Linked DNA regions of Mus musculus: region 2 is linked to region 1. Evidence: chromatin contacts called from public Hi-C data. All regions are on one chromosome and are shown on one strand. Each heading gives the region's core, a stretch centred on a gene start, on an enhancer-like site or on the middle of the called end of the contact. The rest is flanking DNA. Distances are from core to core; before and after follow the strand shown. Region 1 has its middle 22 kb from the start of Gm19935. Region 2 holds the start of Chd9 (chromodomain helicase DNA binding protein 9).

The links. Hi-C and Micro-C count contacts between places; a contact is called where the count stands out from the background.
Region 2: a Hi-C map of uterus shows a contact between it and region 1, with 4 times the contacts expected there. The contact joins the promoter of Chd9 here to the enhancer-like site in region 1. A contact is called at or near these places in 1 of 39 promoter capture datasets (macrophages), 2 of 15 datasets of contacts at CTCF or cohesin (CD8 T cells and embryonic stem cells), 27 of 484 Hi-C or Micro-C datasets (B cells, CD4 T cells, CD8 T cells and 14 more), 6 of 115 datasets of contacts at active chromatin or transcription factors (the 230-238 cell line, double positive thymocytes, effector CD8 T cells and 2 more) and 3 of 9 other capture datasets (adipose tissue, liver and pancreatic islet).

Annotation. Positions count from the first base shown.
Region 1 is chr8:90,793,672-90,797,189 of GRCm38.p6, forward strand. No RefSeq gene overlaps it. Among named protein-coding and RNA genes, the nearest start is that of Gm19935, 22 kb to the right of the region's middle. Within about 2 kb of position 1,875, at least 177 of the 459 cell types and tissues checked have an H3K27ac peak or open chromatin away from gene starts, as enhancers often do. A contact at or near this core is called in the 230-238 cell line, B cells, CD8 T cells and 15 more, where this site is marked.
Region 2 is chr8:90,826,917-90,830,434 of GRCm38.p6, forward strand. Chd9 (chromodomain helicase DNA binding protein 9) reads left to right here and starts at 1,919. Exons shown (of 40, transcript NM_177224.2): 1 at 1,919-1,998.

The sequences.
Region 1 (3,518 bases), core at 625-3,124:
TGAGAGCCAGTCTATGCAACTTCTAGGACGAGCGTCTTCTTGACATTCCTGAGTGTTCCTAAAATGGCTCATGCTTGCTATCCTGGCTGTGTCTGCTCAGCACAGTTAAGGAAGGTGACAACAAGCTGTCTCTCTGCACACGACACGAGGGATTACAAAGGAGACATCTTTGGCTTCTGGATTCCAGAGTTTTCTCCATGGCCCCAAAATCCCTGCTCTGAGAATGTGCAAGACATCCATGCTCAGGGCTGCCAGGCTGGCCTGCATCTCTTTGCCTCTCCTGCCCTCTAGTGGTCACTCCCCATGCTGATCTTTCCACACCATTTTTTTGCTACTGAGTTTTAAAATACAAAACCTGTAAAGAAAATTCTTGCAAATGTATCCAATGCTCAGTGGAACTTCATCTAGCTTTATATGTATTCGACATATCTATTTCTATATGTAGCTTTAAGATACCTTAAGGCTGGACTTATAGTTAAGTGATAGAGCACTTCCTTACCCAGCATACACAAGATCCCAGGTTTTATTCCCCCAGCACAATAATAATAAACTTACCTGTGCATTCATGTACCAGATGCCAATCCCACAAGCTAGGCCCTCTTCAGGAGAATCACAAGTTCAAGGCCAGTTTGGTCTATATAGCTAGTTCTAGGCTAGCTTGGACTTTAGAAGGAAAACCTAGTGTGTGTGTATGTGTGTGTGTGTGTGTGTGTGTGTGTGTGTGTGTGTGTGTGTGTGTGTGTGTGTGTGTGTGTGTGTGTGTTCTATTTTAAGTGTGTGTGTGTGTGTGTGTGTGTGCGTGTTCCATTTTAAGTATATTTTATAAACTTATTACATGTTATTATATTAACATATTATATATAAATAATAAGTTAAAATGTAGCTTTTATGTTCATGAAGCCCTAGCTAGAACGACTAAGAGTAAAAGTTCTAGTCAAATGTTCAGTGCAGTTGATGGTGCTGCAGAGGATACAGGGGATGCCCTAGAGCGTCCTGAAAGGCATCCTGGGAAAGTGAGAGTGAAAATATGAAGGGTGAGGGACCAGAGCTATGATGGCAAAAAGCCAGGGAGTTAGCAAGTCAAAACTTCTGTGTCCAGGGAGAGTAGGATGAGCTTGAAGAAGGGAACATAGAGCTGTGTGGCTGGAATGTCAAACACTGGAGCCTGGGATGGTGGGAATACAGACGGGAGGACTACACGGTGGTCTTCGTGTGAATCTTTGTCTTTATTAAGATGAACCGTTCATTCTCCCTTTCCTCTCTCCCTTCCTAGCCCCCTCCTTCTTCCTGTCTTCCCTTCCTCACTCTTCTTCCTTTCTCCTTCCTTCTTTGCTTCCGGTTGTAAACCCTGGCTGCCCCTTGGGACCATCTAGTCAAAACCTCAGCCAGCAAGATCATTAGGGCTAGGATGAGCATCTCTGGTTTTTAAGGTCTCCCTGGGTGATTCCAGTGTGTGGCTCCAGGAGAAGCCTCCTGGAGACCTAAGAAAGCCTGAATTGTTCGCTTGCCTTTTCCTCCCTCTAGTGACTGTTCTGTGCTCCTAAATCTGCTCTAAACCTGCAGGCAGATGTTACCTCCAAGAAGGTAAATTCTCCTGCCTGACTCTCCACCAGATAGTTGAAGTTTTGAAACAGCGCCCAGGGTGCTGGAAACCCTCAGACCCCAGCCATCAAAGACCTGCGTGGAGGACAGGGAGCTGTGTATACAAATATGTCCAGCCCGGAAGAAACTAAAAACCCTACAGCCTTTCACTCTTTTTACCCTGCCCCTGGAGGAAGCAGGGCCAGCCCCGCCCACACTTCCTTCTCCCCACCGCACCCCACCCCCACCATCCCTTGCCTCTGTTCCATTCTGTCCCCTAGGTGGTGCCAAAGAGCAGTGAGCCTGTTTTCTGTTTTGTTGTACTTTGATCAAGATTAGATCTCTGTTTTGAAAAAGCCCCACTACCGGCAGGTGGAAGAGGGTTTGAAACTGGACCATAGCATCAGAGGAGAGCAGGTCAAAGCCATTAGTAACGCAATTCTGGTGCGAGGTGATGGTGTCATGGCCGCTCTGACTGTAGCAGAAAAAGAAGAGTCACATTGTAGAGAGTGTTGGCTTCCTGTTGGCTTGCACACAGCAGCCAGCTCAGAGAGGAGAGGGATGCGTCAGGGATGTTTTTAGATTCTTGTTTGAATAAACAGATGGGTGTTGGAGTCAGTTCCTGGGGCAGGGAACAGAGGAGCAGATTTCAGGGGTGGAAAATAAGAAAAGTACCAGGGTGGTTATGAACAAATTCAGGATAATGGGCTACAAGAGCCAGGTCACTGTACTCATTTGTGCAGTAAATAATCCAGGCGTGACGGCAGGTGCCTGGAATACCGTGCTTAGGAGAGATGGAGGCAGGGAAACCTAGCTCAAGTTCATCCTTGGATATATAAGGAAGCTTGAGCTAGAGACCTTGTTTCAAAAACACACGCATCCTCACATGGATACACACATTTTCAGCCCTTCGTAATTATCAGGCACAGATTTAAGCTTTTCTCCTTCGAGAAGTTAGACTGGAGCTCGTCCTCTGGTCTCTGGGTAGGACCCTGCCTTACTTCTGCCAGTTGAAAATCCAACAAGGATTTAGCCAGTTCATTCTCAGAGCTGACCACACAGGAGGCACAAAAACCACAATGTTCCTCTTGACTTAAAGAGTTTGTGTCTCTGGGGAGTTTGTATGTTTCTCTTGCCTTCCTGGCCTCAAGTTTATAATCCTCCTGCCTTAAGTCTTTCCAAGTGGTAGGATTACAGAACACCAAGCTTGGCAGAAGATTCCATTTCTGACCTGCTTTTCTGACCTTGACAAAGTAAACTTTTTCTGAAAGTTAAAAAAACAAACAAAACAAAACAACTGGAACCTAGAAACCACATTCACCTGGGACATGACAGTAAAACTGTTCAGGTCTGAAGAAAGGAAACCCACTGTCCTGTTGTCTCATCCATGAACCACAGGAAATATTTCTCCCTGTAAGTCACAGACCTTAACACAAAAGGGCTTTGAGACAGAAAGGACAGTGGGCTTCATCTCAGCACTTTGGAAGTGACAACAGAAGGAGAGTAAGTTCCAGGCTAGCCTGCTGTACGGAGGAAGACTGTCTAAAACTAAAAAAGACAGGAAGGAAATAAAGTACTGTGAGTAACTGAAGAAGAGAAAGTTCTTGGAGTCCCTGAGCAGCAAAGTCAAAGAGCCAGAAAGGCAAAGAGGAATCAATAGAAACCATCTAGCCAGTCTTTCCCAGAGTGATTTCCTTGGAACACTGCCTCCTAAAGAATACAGAAATTTAAGTGCTGTTTGATATCAGGATTTTAAAAGGTTGGAAAGCCACCTGTGGTTTGTCGAACCTCTTAGAACTTCAAAGTATATACATAGACATTAAATATCAAAAATTTGCTAATGAACCTCCTTACATTCTATGGACCATATATGGCCAAACTCACTTGACCATCTATCTAATACTATCCTTTTAATATGCCTGGGGATATATCCTGAC
Region 2 (3,518 bases), core at 669-3,168, 33 kb after region 1:
ATTCTTGCATGTGGAGCCTACCTAGGGTATGGTCGCTATACCTTGGGGTCCAACCATGACTTAACCTCTCCAGGTAGCTATCAACCCCAGTGGTTCCTCAGCTGGGTGTGACCTTCCTGTCCACCTCCCTACTCCACGCTGGTATTGTGTCTGCTTTGTCTCGCTCACTGTGGTGTGCAGGCTGTAAGTGTGGGAGAGCTTTTGTGGTGTTCTTGAGTGGATCCCTTGTCTGCTCAGTGTCTGAGGTATAGAGACTCAGTTAATATTCACTTAAAGAAGAAACAGGCCAGGCAGTAGTGGAGCACACCTTTAATCCTAGCACTTGGGAGGCAGAGGCAGGTGGATTTCTGAGTTTAAGGCCAGCCTGGTCTGCAGAGTGAGTTCCAGGACAGCCAGGGCTACATAGAGAAACCCTGTCTCAAAATAACAAAGAAGAAGAAGAAGAAGAAGAAGAAGAAGAAGAAGAAGAAGAAGAAGAAGAAGAAGAAGAAGAAGAAGAAGAAGAAGAAGAAGAAGAAGAAGAAGAAGAAGAAGAAGAAGAAGAAGAAGAAGAAGAAGAAGAAGAAGAAATAAAGGTTGCATGAGTGCATTAAATAATCCAGCATTTAAAAATAATCCACTAAAAATTATATACTTGCATACTGTGTGTGTGGCAAGTGCCTATACCTGCTGAGACATTTCCCAGGCTAGCCTGGAGTTTACTATGTAAACCAGACGCTGCTTCTGACTCCCGAGTACAACCAATCACCACTCCGGCAATTTTTTGTTTTTTCTAAATCCACTATTTTTTTTAAGGGATTCATTATACTTTTTTTAAAAAAGATTTATTTATTTATTATATGTAAGTACACTAGCTGTCTTCAGACACACCAGAAGAGGGAGTCAGATCTCGTTAGGGATGGTTGTGATCCACCATGTGGTTGCTGGGATTTGAACTCAGGACCTTCGGAAGAGCAGTCGGGTGCTCTTACCTGCTGAGCCATCTCACCAGCCCTAAATCCACTATTTTTGTAACACTGTCCACTATGTCTTAGTTAGAAGAAAATACTGAAACCTGCTGGAAAGGACCGGCCTGAAGATCCCCTCAGCTCTACAATGCGTGGTAATAGGACTTCCGTGGACAGTGGACTTCATTTAGCGTCATCTGATCTTAATTATCAGCTAATTAGTTCTCAGCCTGGAGCAGTTCTCCCTCCAACCAGGGAGACATTTGGAAACCCAAAGGGGTGTTTTTGGCGTCACAGTGATGAAGGAGGTTGTTGCTGGAATGTGAGGCTAAGGAGTCAGGGATGCCAGGCGACCCGCCAAAGACATGCTAATGAGCCTCCGGAAGAAACACCACCTGGGTGGCCAAATCCCAAGGGTTCTAATTGTGTCTCCGGGACTCCACCCCCGTACTGGTACAGACAGGGTTGTTACAGACAGGTCAGCAGAAGGTAATGGAGGCATCAGAAAACCAGGGAAAGGGTGGGAGGTGACGTGAAGGACTGCTGATAGGGATAGGCATCCCTGGGCTTGAAATAAACCCAGTCCGTGGCATCCTCGGATGCTCCCAGGGTGTTTAAAGGAGAAGCCACGCCAGACTAGGGCGTACTGAAAGCTGACGGTGGAAAGGAAAGATCCATGAGCCCTGCCAGGAAAATCCCAGGGTGGATCCCAGGTCAGAGGCCCAGACCTGACAGCTCCTCCACGCCTCCAAGAAAAAGTACAACAAATTCCGTTCCCCACGCTCCCCAAGGGGTGAAGGTGGTGCAGCCCAGGCCAAATCTGCGCCCCCCCCCCGGGCTCCGCGGTGTTGGAAGCCACCAGCGTGGGAAGGCCCAGCTGCATTTCCGCCCTGCACTGCGCTCGCACCTCCCAGCCCCTGCCCGCGCTACCATCTTACGGCCACTAGGTGGTGCCTGCGCTCTAGTGGCGCCTGTCTGGCGCCGGCGAGGGAGACAGATGGAACCAGAGTCCTAGGGTTCCGGGGACTGGAGGACAGCGCCGGCAGCTAAGGTAAGGATTCCTCGGGCGTGTCCCTAGAATGTCTGAGGCTGGGGTGGGTTGGCCGCCGCGCAACCTCGTTTGTGGTTTGCATTGATGACCAACGAGGACAGAGCGGCCACATGTGCTGTTGCCCCAAGAGGACCTGGAGCCCCGCTGTCCCAGAGCTGGGCCTAAGCTGAGCAGAACCCCAGGTCCCTGGCTCGCACTCAGACATCCTTCACGAGCCTGGGCCTCCGGAAGGCACGCCCAGCCCCCACACAGCAAGTCTTCAACACAGAAAGGTGGGACTGCTGTCCTAGGGTGCCTCCAGTTGAGCTGAGGGGAGAACAGGATCGCAGCACTTCTCAAACTTGGGCATGCATTGATTGTTGGTTAAGGGATAGTAAGGCATGCTGCTGTCTGGGTTCCATGCCTCCACCCCCACCCCGAGCCCCAGATGTAATTGGTTTGAGTTGGACGTGGGGAGCTTTTATTAAAAACTTCCCCCAGGGGATTCCAGCTTGCAGCCAGATTCAAGGGCTCTTTGACCAAAAGAGTTAGAGAAGACCCTATTACAAGCCCGGAAGGCTTCTCTTCCCTCCCCCTCCCTCTTGCCTTTTCAACCAGCAATTGCCTCTGCCTTTGGGCTGTCAAACTCAGTGTGACAAGCCAACACCCTACCCCAAAGGGTGGAACTCAGAAGTGCCAGAGAAAAGAGAGCCAATCAAATCATGTACAGTATGAAAGGGTTCCCCAAGTGGATAGGAGGAGAGAGGGGTTCTCCCCCACTCTAATCCCAGATGAGTGCAGGAGTGGATCCAGGCTGCACTCATCCTTCTGATCAATGGAGCCAAGCACACCCGGGGGCGGGGGGGGGGGGTGGACGACGACTTTGTAACTAGTAAAAAATGGCCCCGTGAATCTTATGTAACAGCCAAGTGTTAGCAGCAGGAGCCTGGACTCTCCAGAGCCAGCCCTCCCTTATTTGTGTCTTTAAATAAACTCACTCAATCACCCTCACTTTCAGTTTCCACATCTATGGAATGGGTACAGAGGTATAAAACTCTCAAGAGTTGCTATGGGAACGATTAAGACTGAAAGCCTGTGTTTACAGATAGTAGTTCTGTGCCAGGCACAGTTCATCCTGTGCACCATCACAACTCTTATCATAATCCACAGAGTAGCAGGTACTGTAGACAGAAGTAACCCATCTGGGAGCTAAGATACCCCACTTTGATGTCCCAAAAGCTGGGACTTAGGAACCAAAGGGCTTGCTGGAAGTTATCAACATGATCAGAGGCAGACTAGGAGCTAGGAATGTGGCTTTGTTGCTAGAGTGCTTGCTAAGTATACATGAGACCCTAGGTTCTCTCTCTCTCTCTCTCTCTCTCTCTCTCTCTGTCACACACACACACACACACACACACACACACACCACACATACACACACACACACACACACACACACACACACCAAGCAGATACCTAGTCCAGGGGTGAACCCATGGTCACGAGCATGACCCTTCCACTGAACTTCTTCAATCCATCAA